2 separate regions of the Gossypium arboreum genome follow, and region 2 is linked to region 1. The links are chromatin contacts, called in public Hi-C maps. All regions are on one chromosome and are shown on one strand. The core of a region is the stretch at or near the end of the contact, and the rest is flanking DNA. Distances in the headings are between cores, read along the strand shown.

Region 1 (4,799 bases), core at 1,510-4,009:
CTAGCAATGTTGTTTTTTTTCCTCCTGTTAGTAGCTCTGACGTGAAAAAACCGAGCGTTTCGGTCCCCCTCCTTTAGCCACATAACCCTCGACCTTTGAGCCCAGAATTTCTCCTCAATATCCAGTAAATTGCCAAGCTTTAAACGCATAGCTTTGAGTTTATTACCCTCATGGTTGCTCCCCTGGCCATCAATAGTACTATTTATCTTCGCCTGCAGCGACCCAATTTGATTCCGCATTTGCTTAAGCTTCTTATACTGCCACCTTCCAAGCTCGTTGCCCACAATCGAAATCTTCTCCAAAGTATCCTGGGAACCACGCTGCCAAGCTTCCTTGATAATCATTTTAGCTTCCTCATTTCTAGCCCAGCAGACGTCATCTTAAAAGATAGTCTAGGATCCCTAAGACCATCTCTCGGCCTCCTACCTTTCGTGTCTAAACTGATAGCATCATGGTCAGAGCTGGACTGCCGAATCACCCTGGTTTCCAGGAAAAGGAAGTTGTTCACAGCATTGGCGGACATAAGGAATCGGTCAAGCCTTTCTTTAACCCTGGCTATGCCCTCCCTGTTGTTGACCCAGGTGAACCACCCATTGTCGGTCTTCAAATCCACCATCGACAGCTCATCAACAATAGAGCGAAAGTCCTCTATAAGAACAGTTGCCTTTCTCCTACCCCCTTCTTTTTCCGCCTCATCAAGTAAAGCATTGAAGTCACCCCCAATGATCCACTTTTCATTCACCGTCTGACCAACCCTTCTAAGCATATTCCAAGAGCTCTGTCTTTTATTAGGGTCAGCATTACCATAAAAACCCGTGAATCGAATGGGGCTATCATTCTCAACATGGATCAACGAGTCAATATGGTTGCTGGAGTAGGTTTGAATTTTGACCTGTTTGCTATCTTTCCACATCATAACCAGCCCCCCACTTCTGCCTTCCGCGTTCACAGCCAAGCATCCCTCCATTCTACATTTCCTACGAACAAAATCAAATTTGTTAGCATTGCTTTTAGTCTCACAAAGGAAAATAATATCCGGATCATTTGCAACGAGAAGTTGCTTCATATCATGAACTGTCGCAGGGTTTCCAACCCCACGACAGTTCCAACATATTATCCTCATGGTTCCTGGCGTGGCTGATCACCAGCCACCGCCTTAAAAGGTGATACACTCTCCATTAATCTCCTCCTAACAACTTTGCATGGACTCTCTTCACTGTTGTTTCCGTTTGGCCCCCTCATGCGCTTCCTCTTATGCTTAAACCGTCCCATGCAGTCACGTATAAGCTTATGACTTCTTTTTTCCACAGGTGAAGTCGATATCAAGCCTTCTTCACCCCCCTTCTCATTTCCTTTCTGGGCAGACTGCCCACTTTCATCCCTTGAATTTGTTTGACTTTCCTCCTTGTCCTCGTTCGCAGTGATTGTTATCTTAACTATTTCCACCCCATTTCTCCTCATGTTCCTCTCCTGGTTCGGGTTCACAAAAGGGGCCCTCATCCAACTTCCATACTGGGCATTTAAGTCATTTATCCCAGCACCCTCCCTATTGTCTTTACAATTTTTAGAAGTGTGTCCTATCAACCCACACACGTAACAAAAGTCGGGGAGCCTCTCATACTTTATAACCCCTATCGTTTCCCCACCATATCTGCTCGCTAACTTCACAATCCTCCTCAATGGTTTTGAAATATTGATTTTGACTTTTAGTCTCATGAATTCTGTCCACGCACCATTTCTGTCCTTCCAATCTATCGCCACCAGCTCACCTATGGCGTTCCCCACTTCCACTGCCAGTTGGCGATCCATGAGTTCAATAGGGATATTGTAGACTCTTAACCAAAAAGGCGACAACCCAAACTCATAAGAAGCTATGTTCTTTCCCTTCACAAATGGTACCATTGAGAATAAGCATTTGTCGAATAACCAAGGCATAAGATTGAGAATTCGGCTTCGATCCTCCAAGCATCCGAACTTGACTATGACAGCCCCTTCTTGTAATGCAACAAAGTCCACCTCTTCTTTTGTATACCAAAGAGACTTAAACACCCTATACATCGCTTCTCTGTTCGGATGCTCTGTCGCCATAATCTTGCCCACAGCCCATGACTCGAAACCTTTGACGTTTTTTCCATCATTTGTTCTCATAATTTGAACCGATTCTTCTTCAGAGAACTTCAACTTTCCCAGGAGCACATTTATCTCATCCGTTGATATTGTCGTATCACTATCTGGCCTTTCCTCCATAAGACAACCGAGAAGAAAACGCAACCACTAAAGGCCAGAAAGAAGAGAAAACAGACCCCGAGACCAAAAACCCTCGAGACAGCAGAACCTAGCAGACCACAATAAGACAAAAAGAAAACGAGATACAAGAAACGCAGCAAACTAATCTAACAAAGACGAAAAGAGAAGCTTTAAAACTTGCGAAAGAGAAAAAAAAACAAAAGCAGAGGCAACCACACGAAACCAGATAAAGCAAAAGATTAAAAAGATGCAAATAGACTGCATCTACTCCACAAGAATCAGCCCAGGTGAAAGAAAATAATTCCCATCAAGCAACCCACAGGAAACTACTTTGGAGATGAGAAAGACGAAGCACACAGAAGCGTCGAAAATAAAATTGAACAAATAACGTGCCAAGAAAATCGTACATGCATGCAGAGCAAAACAAAAAGACAAAAGGGTTTGAAAGAAACCCTTAATCCATGCAGAAACAATGAACCAAGAAACGTAGAAAAGTCAGCGGCACTGCCACTTTTCACAGCCACCGTGGGGCCCGCCTCAAAACTTTTAGCGATTTATCCCAAATACAGCATGCACTTCGCACGTAAACATTGAAAAGCGTACCCAACATACCAAGAACTGAAAAAAATAGTAAAAAAAAGGAAAAAAATCACCGTGAATAATCGATCAAATCGCACTGCAAGAAACGTCTTGTCCAGCGTTAATCAAAATCAGATCCTTCCGCATCAAAAACAAAATCACCGAACAGTAACAAAAATCAAAACAAAGACCAACAATATAAGGCCACGCCACACAACTCAGCACCCCCCTAACCCTCCATACTGCCACAATATTCAAAAGAATACAGGCAGACCCACGAACTAAAAAAAAAAAAAAAAAAGAAATCGCCCAAATCTTGCTACCAGGCGACATTCATGTGTCTGAAACAGGGACACTTTATGGTGCCGACGCTTCTGCACCAACGGGGGCCCAAAATTAGCTTTGGTGCTCGACCCTCCCGCATATCCGATGCACCAAGGTGCCGATGCTACCCGATGCTCGACACATCAAAAGGGCGGTGGTGCGGATGGCCTCAAGACCACTGGATGGCACACGCTGCCGATAGTGTACGAGGCTACCGCGGGGCCAAAGGTGTTGGGGGCTCTTGTTGCAAAAGGGGAGGGATAGGGACGATTCATTCATTGTTGGGTACCGGACATGCAACTGTATCCGAATCCTACCTTTGGGACGATTCATTCATTATTGGGTACCGAACATGTAACGGTATCCGAATTCTACCTTTTAGGATTGGGGAGGGACTCGTTGCGCCGTTTGTGTATCCCGGGATGGCTCGCCGGATCATCGCCGGGATGGATCGTCGGAGCACCGCCGGGAACCTAACCGGTGGTGGGGGGGCACCGACGTCCGGGCATGCGATGGGCATGGGCAGTGCCCTGGATAACCCCTGGCTGCTCAATATCACCTCCCCCCTAAAGAGCTAAAAAAACTTGGTCAATGTGCTACCAGTCGACATTCATGTGTCTGAAACAGGGACAGGTTTCAGATGTCTGAAACAGGGACACTTTTTTCAGCCCAACGCTCCCGCAGATCCGAGGCACCAAGGTGCCGATGTTTGCCCGATGACCCTCACCACGGGATGGCCTACGTTGCGGATGTTGCCCGAGGCTCCCGTACATGCCTGAAATGGGGGCAAGTTTTTTTTTACGCCACTTACACTTAGTATTTTTAATTGAAAATTTTTTCTGTTGGCCCAAAATAAATACAAGAAGCCGAATGAAATATGGCATGATGGCACGGTAGATAATTGAACACGTGCCCGGGCCGCCAACAGTTGGGAGCTCGCACTCTCACCACCACGGCCCCCGTTGTGCCATGTTTCCCGGGGGGCGGCACGGCCAAGTGTTTAACTAACTCCTTACACTAAGTCCCCCACTTGGGGACCCCAAGGTCGGGACATGCAAAAGAACAAGGGTGGATCGGAAGGGAGATGGGGGAGGGACGAATCGAAGTGACAAAGGGTCAATCTCGGTGGATCGTGGCAAGAAGGCCACTCGCCACTTACAATACCCCGTCACAGATTTAAGTCGCCCGCAAAGGATTCTAACCGCCGCTGGGAATTACGCCCAAGGAGGCGCCATGACTTGTCCACCGCATGATCATTGCACCTACGACCGCGTGCCTTAGGGGCCAAAGGCCCCTCTTGCGGGTCGGCAATAGGGCGACGGGCGCGTCGTCGCTTTCTGGCCCTGGATTCGACTTAGAGGCGTTCAACATAATCCAACAGATGGTAGCCGCACCATCGGCTTTTCAACCAAGCGCGATGACCAATTGTGGGAATCAACGGTTCCTCTCGTACTAGGTTGAATTACTATTACGACCACGACCATCAAGAGGGTAAAACTAACCCGTCTCACGACGGTCTAAACCCACTCACGTTCCCTCTTGGTGGGTGAACAATCCAACACTTGGTGAATTACGCTTCACAATGATAGGAAGAGCCGACATCGAAGGATCAAAAGCAACGTCGCTATGAACGCTATCGCCACAAGCCG
Region 2 (4,799 bases), core at 1,380-3,879, 120 kb after region 1:
CATCATATGCAACCATGTGTTAATGAACCCAGGGTTTTTAATTTACGATCTCACTATTAAGTGCATGTATCCAACAATATAGAGTTGAATCTCACCATGAACCAAAGATTCCTTTAGTCCTAATTCCATTGTTCATATGTCATCTTTTTTCAAGGATGTTCTGTAAATTAATCTTTTTCCTTTACATTTTCTTCTTTGATATTGCTTCGTAGGATGTTTTCTTTTTTCTTTTTCTTTAGTAAATACATAGAATATTAAAAAAACTACAAAAAAAAAATTGTAAAGAAAACTAAAATTGGTAAATACATATTTCTTTCAACAACCACGTACATACCGGTGTAAGCCCATAAATTTTATTCGGATAATCCAATTGCATTTAGAAATACTTTTAAGCTAAAAACTTAAACAGGTGATAAAAGATAACCCTAGCTAGGATAAAGAGAAATGAGACGAAGAGAAGAGACAGCTCAGGAGGGATAGAAGATAGATAAGAACTTTCTCGAACCTTTGATGAAAATTTTATGCTCAGAGTCTCTTGAAAATTCTTAAAGTGATCAAGAACAATTTTATCTTGCTTACGGACTTGCAAGGTCAAGAAAACTCGAATAATCATCAAAGAGTTTCGAGAATAGAAGAAAAGATATAAGAAGAATAAGCTCAGGAGAGATATTGCCATGGACTTCATAACATGAAATCTACTTTTCTTGAGCTAGGATGTTGATGACCTGGCGGACGAACTGCGATGGTCAGGTCCATGATCAAGGGTGGCAATGGGCGTCGTTGAGCCATTGATAGGAGCTTATGGCTCGGAAAGCCAATGAAGAAGGGTTAAGACTTTTTGGACTGGTCAGTAGAAAATGGCTATGGAGGAAGTGGAAACAGAGCCATGAAAGATGAGAAAAAGCTCCTTAAACTTATCTATTTATATACAGTCTCAGTCTTGTGTGCCATAAGTTTATCAAAGTAATACGAAGGGATTTGGTTGATGTGTCGTTTTCTGTGCTTGTTTTGTTAGTAAATGCTTCCTTTTCTCTCTTCTTAATTTCTTTGAAATTAAAGAATGTTTTTTTACTTTAAAAAAATAAATGTTTTGCAACTTTTCAATTTTCAAACTTATATTAAATTAAAATATTATCGTTACAAGTTTTTGACAAATATCGTTTAATGAGAAATGGTAGTAGAAAATAGAAATATTTTATACTTAATCTCCTATTCCTACTTCCTTAGAAGCTTGGGTATTTTTCCATCTAGGTTTAATATCATGAGATTTTTTTATAAAGCCATGTATCAAGACAAAGTGAGCAAATATATTGCTAAAATAGAGAATTAAAATCTAAGTAAATCTTGAGATACCCTTTGATCTTCTTATGAAAAGGAAAAGCTAGAAAAATCTTAAATTGAAATTTGATAGTGCATCCAAATTCATTTAATTTTTTAGCAATAAATAAAAGTGAGTTTGGGACTTTAAATTATCACTTTTCATAGAAATAATATAGGATATTAATATTACAAGTTAGATTGTATTTTATTTTCTGTACTCATGAAATTAAAAATTATTTTTATACATTAAAAAAATAAATTGATCATTTTGTTAAAAATTACATCCATTTCTATGTTAAAATCATAAAGTGTACATAACATGTTACATATTACTATTTAATTATTCTACCAATCATATTGAATTTTAAAATAAATAAAAATTTTAATTAAAATATTTAATTTATTATTTAATCTAATATATAAAAATTAATTTAACGGTTTTAATTTTAATTATAAAAGATTAACGTTAGAACAAGGAATTTTATCTAACCCATAGATAGGGTTTTATTTTCTCAAAACCCATAGATAGGTTTACGTACCTACCAAACACTATAAAATATTTTTCTCCAATAGGGCAGAAAAGAAAAGGAAATAACAAAAAAACAAGACCCTAGGCCTAAGAGGGTTAGATACAAATGCCAAATGGGAGAGTAGCAGCAATGTACCACATAGTTTGACCATCCGTTTTGTCCCTCTCTTTGCACTTCCCAAACTCATATAAAGAAAAAAGCAATAGCAAAAGCTACTGTAATTCCCTAATTCCCATGTCTTATAGTATGTATGTATGTATTAACTGCGGCAGTCTCAGAACGGAGAGGTTTTTGCATTGTTAGGTCAATCTCAAATGGTCCCCCCCTCTTATTTATTATTTATACTACGTGCCACATGCCTTCTCTAATTACATTTAAGGGGCCACCCATGGCATTGGCAGTGCAGTACAGTGCATCGCAGTGCAGTGCAGAGCAGGGATATCTAAATCTTTAGTCAAAAAATATAATTCGGCCTCCATACATGCACTACAACTAATGCCATGGTCCAGCAGGAATGTCATGATTAGAACTACTAAGTCTTTATTCAAATCCAAATCAGATCAGGACTTAAAAATTATTTTTATCAGTAAATAATGATTTGGATGTCTAAATAAAACCTCAAATAACAAATTTAAATATTTAAAAAATAATATTTATTTTTACCATGAATAATAAATGTGATATCCAAATACACAAAGGCGCATTGAATGGTGTGAGGAATGCCTTGAGTTTCTGAAATAAGCACGTCGTGGTTGTAATGGTTTTGCATGCATTTGATTGAGCTGAGACACAGAGAGAAAGGAGAAAAGCCACCTACCAACCCCATCTGAACCTATTTATGAATAGTCATCATTACCTTCCATTGCCTTCTCACCTCACTCATTTATTACTTTCTGCAAATGCCCCTTCACTTCACGTTCTTTTTATTTCACTATTACTATTTTTAAAATAAAAATTACATAATCCTTGAATTTACCTTCCTAAAAATCTTCAATTGGTTGATGGAAATTGTGAGATGGGGAAATCTTTCGTTTTCAATCTGCAAAACAGCCCAGAAATTAGCAGAGCAGGCAAAGTGTCTCAAATAGCTAAAGACAGGCAACATGAACCCTTTTTTGTCATCAACAATTTGTATGCATCTATATATAAATTGCTCTGTTAAATATAAGGTCATACTGTTTGTCTCCTATCTTATATTGGGAAATGAGATTTCACTCCTCACAATTCATTCAAACACCTAAGGTATTTGTATTCATCTTTTATTATGTTTTTCTATAATTAATATTCGTACATTATTTTAGATTTGTGGATATCTTGCAAATTGAGTATTAGCTTATTGTTAATACAAGAGGGCGTAGGTTCAAGTGCGTTCAAATAAAGGTGAGCAAAATTTGATTTGATTCGAAAAATTTGATAAAAATTTTAAATTTTAAATTAAATAGTTCGAATTATTTAAGTTAATCAAGTTATTCGAATCAACTTGTTGGAACATTTTCAAATATTTATAGTGTTCCAATAACTATAAATGAATAGGTGTAATTAATCAAAAGATTATATTATTTGATTTTTGAAAAAGAATTATAACTATTTAAATAATTTTATTTGAATAATTATAATTAAATGAATAATTTTAAATACATTATTATTCGAAAGACACCTATTGATGAAAGATGTCTCTATGAAGAGACATGAAAATTCCTATAAATAGGAATGAGATTTCATTTGGAAATCATACCATCAAACTCTAAGATTCTTTCTTTCCTTCCTTCGTTTTCTAATATTATTAGATTATTCTATAAAGTATTACTGCAAAAATTCTGTATAGAAATTGAGTTACTTGTCATATATTGCTCAGTGTGTAGTGGACTATTCTCGTCAGTGCAAAACGCAAATAGTCATTGGCTTCATTGTATCCTCGAGGTTAATTTGCTTGGAACTCGTTTGCACACCGAAGATAGGTGGGGGCGAATATAACCTTAAAGATAGTGGCTTAATACACGCATTGGAGCCTTGTCCTATTTCTTCTTTTATTCGAGTTCTGTTCGTCTGTTCGAGATTTTCCTCACCGAAGTTTTGTACTAACAATTTTAAGGTTATAATTCATGATGTCTACCACAACTTATGAAAGTGGAACACTAAGGGAGTTGGCTTCCAATTTTGTCAGACTTGATCGGTTTGATGGTGGCAATTTTAGATGATGGTAGAAAAAGATGCACTTCCTATTATCAACTTTGAATATTGCTTATGTTTTGGATACTCCAAGACCTGACGAGACTGAAAAAGAATCTGTTGCTGCAACCCGAGAAAGACAAAAATGGGACAATACTGATTACATGTGCATGGGCCACATATTGAATGGTTTATCTGATGGTTTGTCCGACACCTACCAAAACGAGGTCACCGCTAAAGAATTATGGGACAAATTAGAAACAAGATACATGATCGAGGATGTTGCAAGTAAGAAATTTCTTGTCAGTTGTTTCAATAATTATCAAATGGTTTATGGTCATTCTGTTATGGAACAATTCGGTGATATTGAAAAGATGCTGAATCAATTCAAGCAATATGATATGAAAATAGATGAAATGATTGTTGTATCTTCTACAATAGACAAACTTCCTCCATCTTGGAAAGACTTTAAAAGAAGTCTAAAATATAATAAAGAGGAAATATCTCTTGAGGCTTTGGCAAATCATCTTCGTATTAAAGAAGAATATCGAAAGCAAGATCAGAATCTAAATTCTGAAAACGCCAAAGTGCATGTTACGGAGGAAGTACAGACTACTAAACCATTCAAGAGAAAGTTCAAACAGACTGATAGAGCACCTAAGTTCAAAAAGAAACAAAAGGGCTCATGCTATCATTGTGGTAAGCCAGGAAATTTCAAGAATGAATGTCGATTTTTAAAGAAGAAATCATCTTCTAAGGCTGATAATAACGAAAAGTTCG

What was found. Hi-C and Micro-C count contacts between places; a contact is called where the count stands out from the background.
Region 2: a Hi-C map of leaf shows a contact between it and region 1, with 1.7 times the contacts expected there. The contact joins two enhancer-like sites.

Annotation. Positions count from the first base shown.
Region 1 is chr7:11,459,567-11,464,365 of ASM2569848v2, forward strand. It overlaps the pseudogene LOC128295763. Among protein-coding and RNA genes, the nearest start is that of LOC128295390, 12 kb to the right of the region's middle. Within about 2 kb of position 2,760, at least 1 of the 2 cell types and tissues checked has an H3K27ac peak or open chromatin away from gene starts, as enhancers often do. A contact at or near this core is called in leaf, where this site is marked.
Region 2 is chr7:11,580,907-11,585,705 of ASM2569848v2, forward strand. No RefSeq gene overlaps it. Among protein-coding and RNA genes, the nearest start is that of LOC128295473, 26 kb to the left of the region's middle. Within about 2 kb of position 2,630, at least 1 of the 2 cell types and tissues checked has an H3K27ac peak or open chromatin away from gene starts, as enhancers often do. A contact at or near this core is called in leaf, where this site is marked.